2 separate regions of the Mustela erminea genome follow, and region 1 is linked to region 2. The links are chromatin contacts, called in public Hi-C maps. All regions are on one chromosome and are shown on one strand. Each heading gives the region's core, a stretch centred on a gene start, on an enhancer-like site or on the middle of the called end of the contact. The rest is flanking DNA. Distances are from core to core; before and after follow the strand shown.

Region 1 (3,417 bases), core at 394-2,893, 300 kb before region 2:
TGGAGCCACCACCCTGCCTTTCAATGTTTCAAGTGTTATCCTTCCCAACCCTGCAGAAAATAGCTTCTAAATGTCATCACACAAAGGAAGTAAAAGCAGTTCAGAGTAAAATGACCACAGAGGGTTTATAAAACACTTGAGGAAGAAAGTATCTGTTCAGAGCCTGATTTTCCTAAATTTTTCCCAGAAAGACAATGGAAGTCCAAGGACTAGAAAATCGAACGTGGGGTCGGGAAACATTCTTTCTTCATTCCCACCAAGAGAGGATTTGTGAGGTAGTCACAGGAACCAGATGAAATCAAAGAGTACTTATTTTCATCCCCAAGTAAGAGGCCTCCACATCTACTCTGTGTATTTCCCTTTTGTCTTACTGCATAGTAAAGTTAACAGCAAGTCTCCCATACCCACCTCAGTTCAGAGAAAACTCAGGCAACCACGGTTTGAAGTCAGTCTGATATACAGTCCCATATTAACACTATACATCGTCAAGTAGAGATAAAAACATTCTATACAAGTATTAGTCGAGAATAACAACCAAGTCACACGGTGTGACACATATGCGGTCTTCGTTATGTCCGGGCAGGGTGTTCCATGCACATTTTTAACACTTTTGATAAAACCGTTCAACGCTGTAACTACAAAATCCATCTTTGAACGGTGATACCAGAATTCAATCCATCGGTATTAAACTGGGTCTACCCAAAGGAGCTAGAACACTCAAAACACGGTCCTTTGTCCCAGTCCATGGTGCGACTCAAACTCTCCATAGCGAGGTAGGTATTAATCGTATTTGATTATACAGAGATGGCTGAAACGGCCCCTCCTGTCCACCTCACTCACACACACTCACACACACACACACACACACAGAGTCACCTTAGATGGACACAGCCCAACACCTACAAAACAGACAAGACCCTGATGTGCTGAACGGCGTCTGAGGGGCTGCTCTGCAGAGGAGGCCTCCTCCAAGGCCGGCACCGCTCTCCTCCACAGCATGTGGGCCGCAGCCATCGGAGCACAGAGTGAAGAGCTCCCGGTCGCTCTGGCACAGACCCCAGTCCTCTGAGCCTTTCCAAACAAACCTTATTCAGAAGATAGAGAGAGTGAAGAATAAGCACATTGTGGATACAACGAGCAAGGAAACCGCACGGTGCTTGGTGAATAGTCCCGGAGCCCTCACCCGACGAGCCTCGTGGGTTCTCTGCTTTCTTCCCTCCCTGCCCTACTACAGGCAGAAAAGTGAAGGCAGCTCAGTTCCAAGGAGAGGGCAGAGGACAGAGGTGAATTCAGGGACTTTTTTGTTTCTCCCCTTTCTTATTTTTAGGACTTAAATATCAAATCCTCTTCTTTTTCAGTTCCTAGGTTTAAAGTTATCATTTGTCACTCATTCACTGAAAGGCTTTTATATGGTTGGTGGGAGGAGAAACGATCGAGAAACTCCTGGACAGCTTTCTTTACAAGGGGGTCAGAGTCTTCACCCCCAACTAAAAGCCGGGTCCGATCAGCTGAGCAGGCACTTCCCTGCAGTTCCACCTTTGACCTACAGGTGTCGCCCTCTGCATGGCGAGGCCTGGAAGGGCAGCTAGCTGCAGGAAGCAGACACTGTCTGGGCCGCCCAACCTGAGCATGTGGAAATAATATACGTCTTCAAGTGAACTGTCTGGTCCTGGGGAAATAAAATAGGACATTCATAAGCAGTTACACCATCTGTCTTTATACCATCATCATCAACAGCAAGAGGGAAAATAGCTCTTTAAAATGGATGAAAGCCCAGGCTGACAGTAACCAGAAAACTGAGCTCTGAATACCATAAAGGTAGAGAAATGATGAAAAAACAGAGATACAAACTATGAATTTGTCTGGGCGGCTCAGATCCGCAATGCTTTGTGGGCAGAGTATGTTTTGTTGGTCCCCCAAACCTAAAGAAATGCCCACTCACTAAGACCCAGGCTTCGGGCACCCAAGGAAGGGCCTGGTCTGCCGCACGTGGGGACCCGGGGAGCAAAGGCATCCACACTCGGACCTCCTGGGGCTGGTTATCTAGGCCTTCTTCCCTTTAGGAATGTATATTTGACACCAACTGAGCTGATGGAGCAGGAGGGGGTTGGGTGATTTCTCCCAGATCACAGATTGCAGTCAGTGGCAACTGGCTGGGGGTCATTATGGAAATTGATTGTCCCCCCCTAAATAATATCGGCTACTGACAGTGGGAACAAGTAAAGACTTGATGGACCGACGATCCGGTTTTATGTGGAAAATCCTGTCTTTCCCTCAGTTGACGAAGTCGCTTCCCTTCCCTAAGACACACAGCAGCGACTGCGCCATCTTTAAGGCTGGATTAGACAAACCAAAACCATCTTTTCCCCAGGAGTTGAATACTATCTCAGAACCAAGCAAAACACACCAGGATTGTTTTCTCAAGGGCAAAGCCAGGACCGGGATGGGGCAGTCATCTTGGCTCCCTATGCCCTGCCTGTGCCTGGCAGGGGGCAGCAGGCCCGGCACAAGCAAGTAAGGTGGTGAGCTTTTTAGAAGACTCCAGAGACCACGACCCACCCCTACAGCAAAAGGCGACTTTGATGGGTACACCCCACAGTGGCCCTCAAATGAGGGCACCCCTTCTATTTGAATGTATTTTCCTGTTGAAGGGCTAGAGAACCAGCAGCAAATCTTGAATCACTGTGAGGTCTTCCTGATATCCCTTCTGCCTTCGATCCCCACATAAAACAGTGGCTGCAGGTATTTAAAAAATCTCTTTCCATCCCTGTCTCCTTTTTACAACTGCTTCTCCCAGACAGCACTTACTGGCACTCGGGCCAAACCCAGCCTCCTCACGCCTGTCTCCTGGCTGAGCGCACAGCCCTCCGGTGGAAGAATTGTGGCAGACAAATATATTCTAAAAGGGCAGCGTTCCTGGGGCACCTTAGGTTTTTGAGGTGATGACAGCACAGCTACGGAAATTTTCCCTTCAGTCAGGGTGGCTTTGTTCACCACAAATGCAAACTGTTCTCTGAACCTACCTTATGCTTAGCATGCTGGCAAGGGGGACTGCCTAAATCCCCAGCGTGCGGTGAGATCTGCTCCCGAAGGAGGTGTGTGTGCGCCGACTGGCAGCCCTGTGGTGATTTGCAACAATTTCATGACCAACTTGGAAATTGGTGTATGAGCGGAGGCCCGGGCAGCAGTGAGAACAGAGGTCATGGTCGGCGCTCGCCACCCCCCACCAGTGTGTTCCCCAAGAAGACCTGCGGATTGGGGGGATCCAGTCCTGCTCCCTGAGTACCTGGGGCCTGGGGCCACGCCCATCGGGGGGGTCCTTCACAAACCACTTTCAGACTTGTAGGAAGGGGAGTCAGTCAATGACTACGATGAGTCCCTCTGTTCCTAACTCCTCTAACAGGATGACGCGGATCA
Region 2 (3,464 bases), core at 571-3,070:
GTGGTTATTTTCCCTGTCAGCTGCCCAAATTTGAAAGAATCACCGGTTAGCCTTGGCCGTGTGGAAATGTGCCAACTTCTAGCGTCCCCTTTCCCGCTGGCCACCCCCTATGAAGGAGGCAAATCCACACCTGGAAAGGACCTTGCCTGCCTTGTGTCTGGTTGGTGGCTCTGCCTGGCCTGAGCGTCATTTTCAGAGGTATGGAAGAGCGGTGCCTCCTCCTCCTAGAGCTGTTTTAACAGAATTCTGTAAGCTTCCTATGTAACCCCTCTTAAAAATCTGAAAATGAAACAAGACATATTTCTGAGGTTGTCAGCAGGTAGATCCACTGGCTTGTGGTAAGTAATCTCTCTGGGAGGAAGTCTTGGCTCTGATGTCTGTGTTGAACGTTCCGTGGCTCCCCCCGGCCGCCCCAGCGCAGGTCTGTTCGCTGGGCAAGGAGGCGGTGATGATATTGCTTCTAACAACCAGACTGAAGCGTAGCCTCAGGCTGTCTTGCAAAGCCCCCTCCAAACAGCCTCTAATTAATTTTTATCCTGCCATCCCAATGAGTCCCGGGAGTGCAGCAACCCAACAACAAAAAACCCTCATCAAGTCATTTGGAGAAAGCTTTGACGTAACACTTGCAGATTTTAGATCTCCAAAAGAGACACTGCTGCAGGAGGAAAAAAACAAAAAAAAGAAAAAAGAAAGGAAAAAACCCATAAAAAACCCTTCCCTTCTCTCCCCCCACTCCACCTGTTTTTTTGTTGCCCCCCCCCTTCCCCTAGTTTCTCACCTTTTCTTCTACAGTGGCTATAAGTCAGTCTATGCTCTGGCTCTAACCTGCCCATAGTTCTTTCAGAGAGAACCCTGGAGGTACACATTTTTTTACTACTGGAGGCCAAATCCAAATTCTCTGTGGGCCGGAGCCAGGTACCTGAGCTGTGCTGCCCCGGGGACCCCATTCGCCGTTGGAGGGAGCCTTCTGGCCTCTCCGGCTCATGGTCGTGGTCGAGCCAGGCCTCCTTAACACTGTGAGAACACTCTCTGGTGGACATAATGCTGGAAGCTGAGGGAAGGTTCCACGAAGAGGAGTTTTACCCACTGAGCACATCACAGATGAAGCCTTCTGGGTCTCCCCTTTGGAAGCTTTGCTGGCAGCCGCTCAGTCATACTGGCAGGCCGTCCTTGACAGGGGGCCCATGCAAACTCCTGAGGGCCCCTGTCTGGGACATTCTCCTTAATTCTCAGGGGATCCAGAGACAGAAGGGCCCCTTCTGCCCTTGTAACCGGTAGGGAAGCCTCACTTGCTGCTTTTCCCTCCAGCTCAGGGGCTGGCCCCCGACACTTTGCCCCACCGGCCTTTCAAAGACTTGCCCACCCCTCTGTGCCCATTCAGGATGCTTCTCCTGGGACCTCGAGTGAATTCAAATTTCGGAAGAGCGGCCGTTTGAAATGATGCCTTCAGAAGGGCTGAAACCCAAACCACTGGCTGCCTGGGCTTCCTGGGTTTTCAGAACAAAAAGGTTGAGTGACTGCTCCCTTCCTGAGGTCTCCACAGAGGAGAGCGATCCAGTGCCAGCGCCTCTGGTGTGAATTTCATGATCCCTGGGTGCCAAAGAAATTTCCGCAGGACCAGCTTGACTCGACAGCCCCTGAGAAATGGGGCCATTGTTTCTAACGAGCTTCAGCAGTCGGGCTCCTTTAAAAGAGTTAATCACAGAATCACAGCCTAGAAAAGACTTCTCTGACTGCTCCTCTGTGCCAGGTCCAAGGGAGTGAGGCTGATCCTATTTTTGAAGACGCCCATGGAGCCCCACTCCAGTGACTAATCGCTCGTAATTGTCCTCTTTAATTTTAACCTCATGTGCTAGTGCTTGAAACAGATTTCCGTTTGCGCCGTCCTCAGAGAGGGTAGAAAGCATTGCTCATCATACAAAATCGGCTGTTCATTTCCTCCTCCTCTGCTTTTTCCTGTCTCTTTGGACAGTAGCATGGCCTAGCGGTGAAGAGCCAACGATGGGGAATGGGTCTGAAGTCCAGGTTCTGTAATTTCCTAGCTGGGCTAACATGCCTCAGTTTCCTTGCCTGAGAATTTGGGGAAGTAACAGCTCACTGGGGTATTTTGGGAATTAAATGAGATAAATTGGAAGTAATGTGCTTTGCCTTGGTTCAGGGCCTACCGCGTGCCCACAAATAAAGCGGTGTCCACTATAAAAACTTAAAAAAATGAAAAAAAGGTGTCCACTGCGTGGAGTTGGGTGCACGTAGAATTCTTAACTGTTGGGGTGTTTCATTCTCCAATGCCAAGGGACACTGACAGGCCAAGAAGCAAAAACAGTGGAAAGAGAACTGGACTGAAGGTCAAGAGACCCAGGTCCTAGGGAAGGTGCAACCTTTTTGGGCCTTTATTTTCTGGTCTGTTAAAAATCTCCACCCTGTCTTCCTTGAAGGGGACAGGGAACATTAAAAGAGAGAAGAGAAGGGGCTGTGAATTGGAGAATGGAAGCCATTATGGATCCTGAAATTTGAGGACCAACTAACCCCCCTGGGCCCCTAGAACCTGCCCACGACCCCTGGAGTCCTCTCTAGCGCATTTTGCTGGTATTCCCCTGAATTGCTAATATCCAGGGAATGAGGAGTGGGGTGAGGCGAGTTATTTTCTTGCTTATTTTTTCAGTGGTCGCATTTCCTTTAACTCTCAGTTTAATTTTGTTTTGAAAGGGACAGTCCCTGGCTGGGAGTGTCCCTCAGCCAAGGAGCTCTAGAGCAGAGTGGTTAAAGCACTCGGTTAAGCCCACGTACTGTGGGGCCAGTCCCTGGTTATGTCTTAATTCTGCCACTTTCCCACTTTGTATCCTTGGGCCAGCTGCCTACCTCTCTGTCTTTCAGAATTCTCAACTATAAAATGGGGATCATAATAGTTGCCTTGTGAGAAAGATTAAATGCACCTGCATAATATCCTTGGAAAAGTGCTCTGGCACAGGATAAACACTCAGCAAATAAGAAGAGCATTATTATTATTGAGAACTTCACTTATGGGGAAGATGGTGGAGAAGGAGGATATGAAGTTCATGTTGTCCCATGGATACAACTAGACAACACCCACATCATTGTCGAGAGCATTATTATTACTACTTGAATTTTCTTCATTCATGCACTGAGAAACCCTGACCAGGAGATTCCTGACTCAGTTATGGAAGACTTCTTTGAGTCAAAACACTCATGTCCAAAGGGTTCTTAAGGTTCTGGGAGGGGCATAGCTCGATTAAGAAAATGATAAACGTTATAGATTCTCCGCAGAGAAGTTAACGGATGGCCCAAATTTCCCGTATGCTTTTGTGGGGGCTTCAACACATCCATGGAATTACTGGGGCCTGTAGACCTCTTGTTAGGAACCACCATATTCATGCCTTCTCATCTATTGTATTATCAGGACCAGCCAGGTAGCGCTTTGGATGTAGTAAAGAATAAGAATCCCT

Evidence for each region. Hi-C and Micro-C count contacts between places; a contact is called where the count stands out from the background.
Region 1: a contact with region 2 is called in a Hi-C map of spleen, with 7 times the contacts expected there. The contact joins two enhancer-like sites. A contact is called at or near these places in 2 of 3 Hi-C or Micro-C datasets (skeletal muscle and spleen).

What each region holds. Positions count from the first base shown.
Region 1 is chr19:46,075,192-46,078,608 of mMusErm1.Pri, reverse strand. All of the region lies in intron 3 of ZFHX3 (zinc finger homeobox protein 3), which reads right to left. Among named protein-coding and RNA genes, the nearest start is that of ZFHX3, 110 kb to the right of the region's middle. Within about 2 kb of position 1,643, the one cell type or tissue checked has open chromatin away from gene starts, as enhancers often do.
Region 2 is chr19:45,774,382-45,777,845 of mMusErm1.Pri, reverse strand. All of the region lies in intron 6 of LOC116579026 (basic proline-rich protein-like), which reads right to left. Among named protein-coding and RNA genes, the nearest start is that of ZFHX3, 190 kb to the left of the region's middle. Within about 2 kb of position 1,820, the one cell type or tissue checked has open chromatin away from gene starts, as enhancers often do.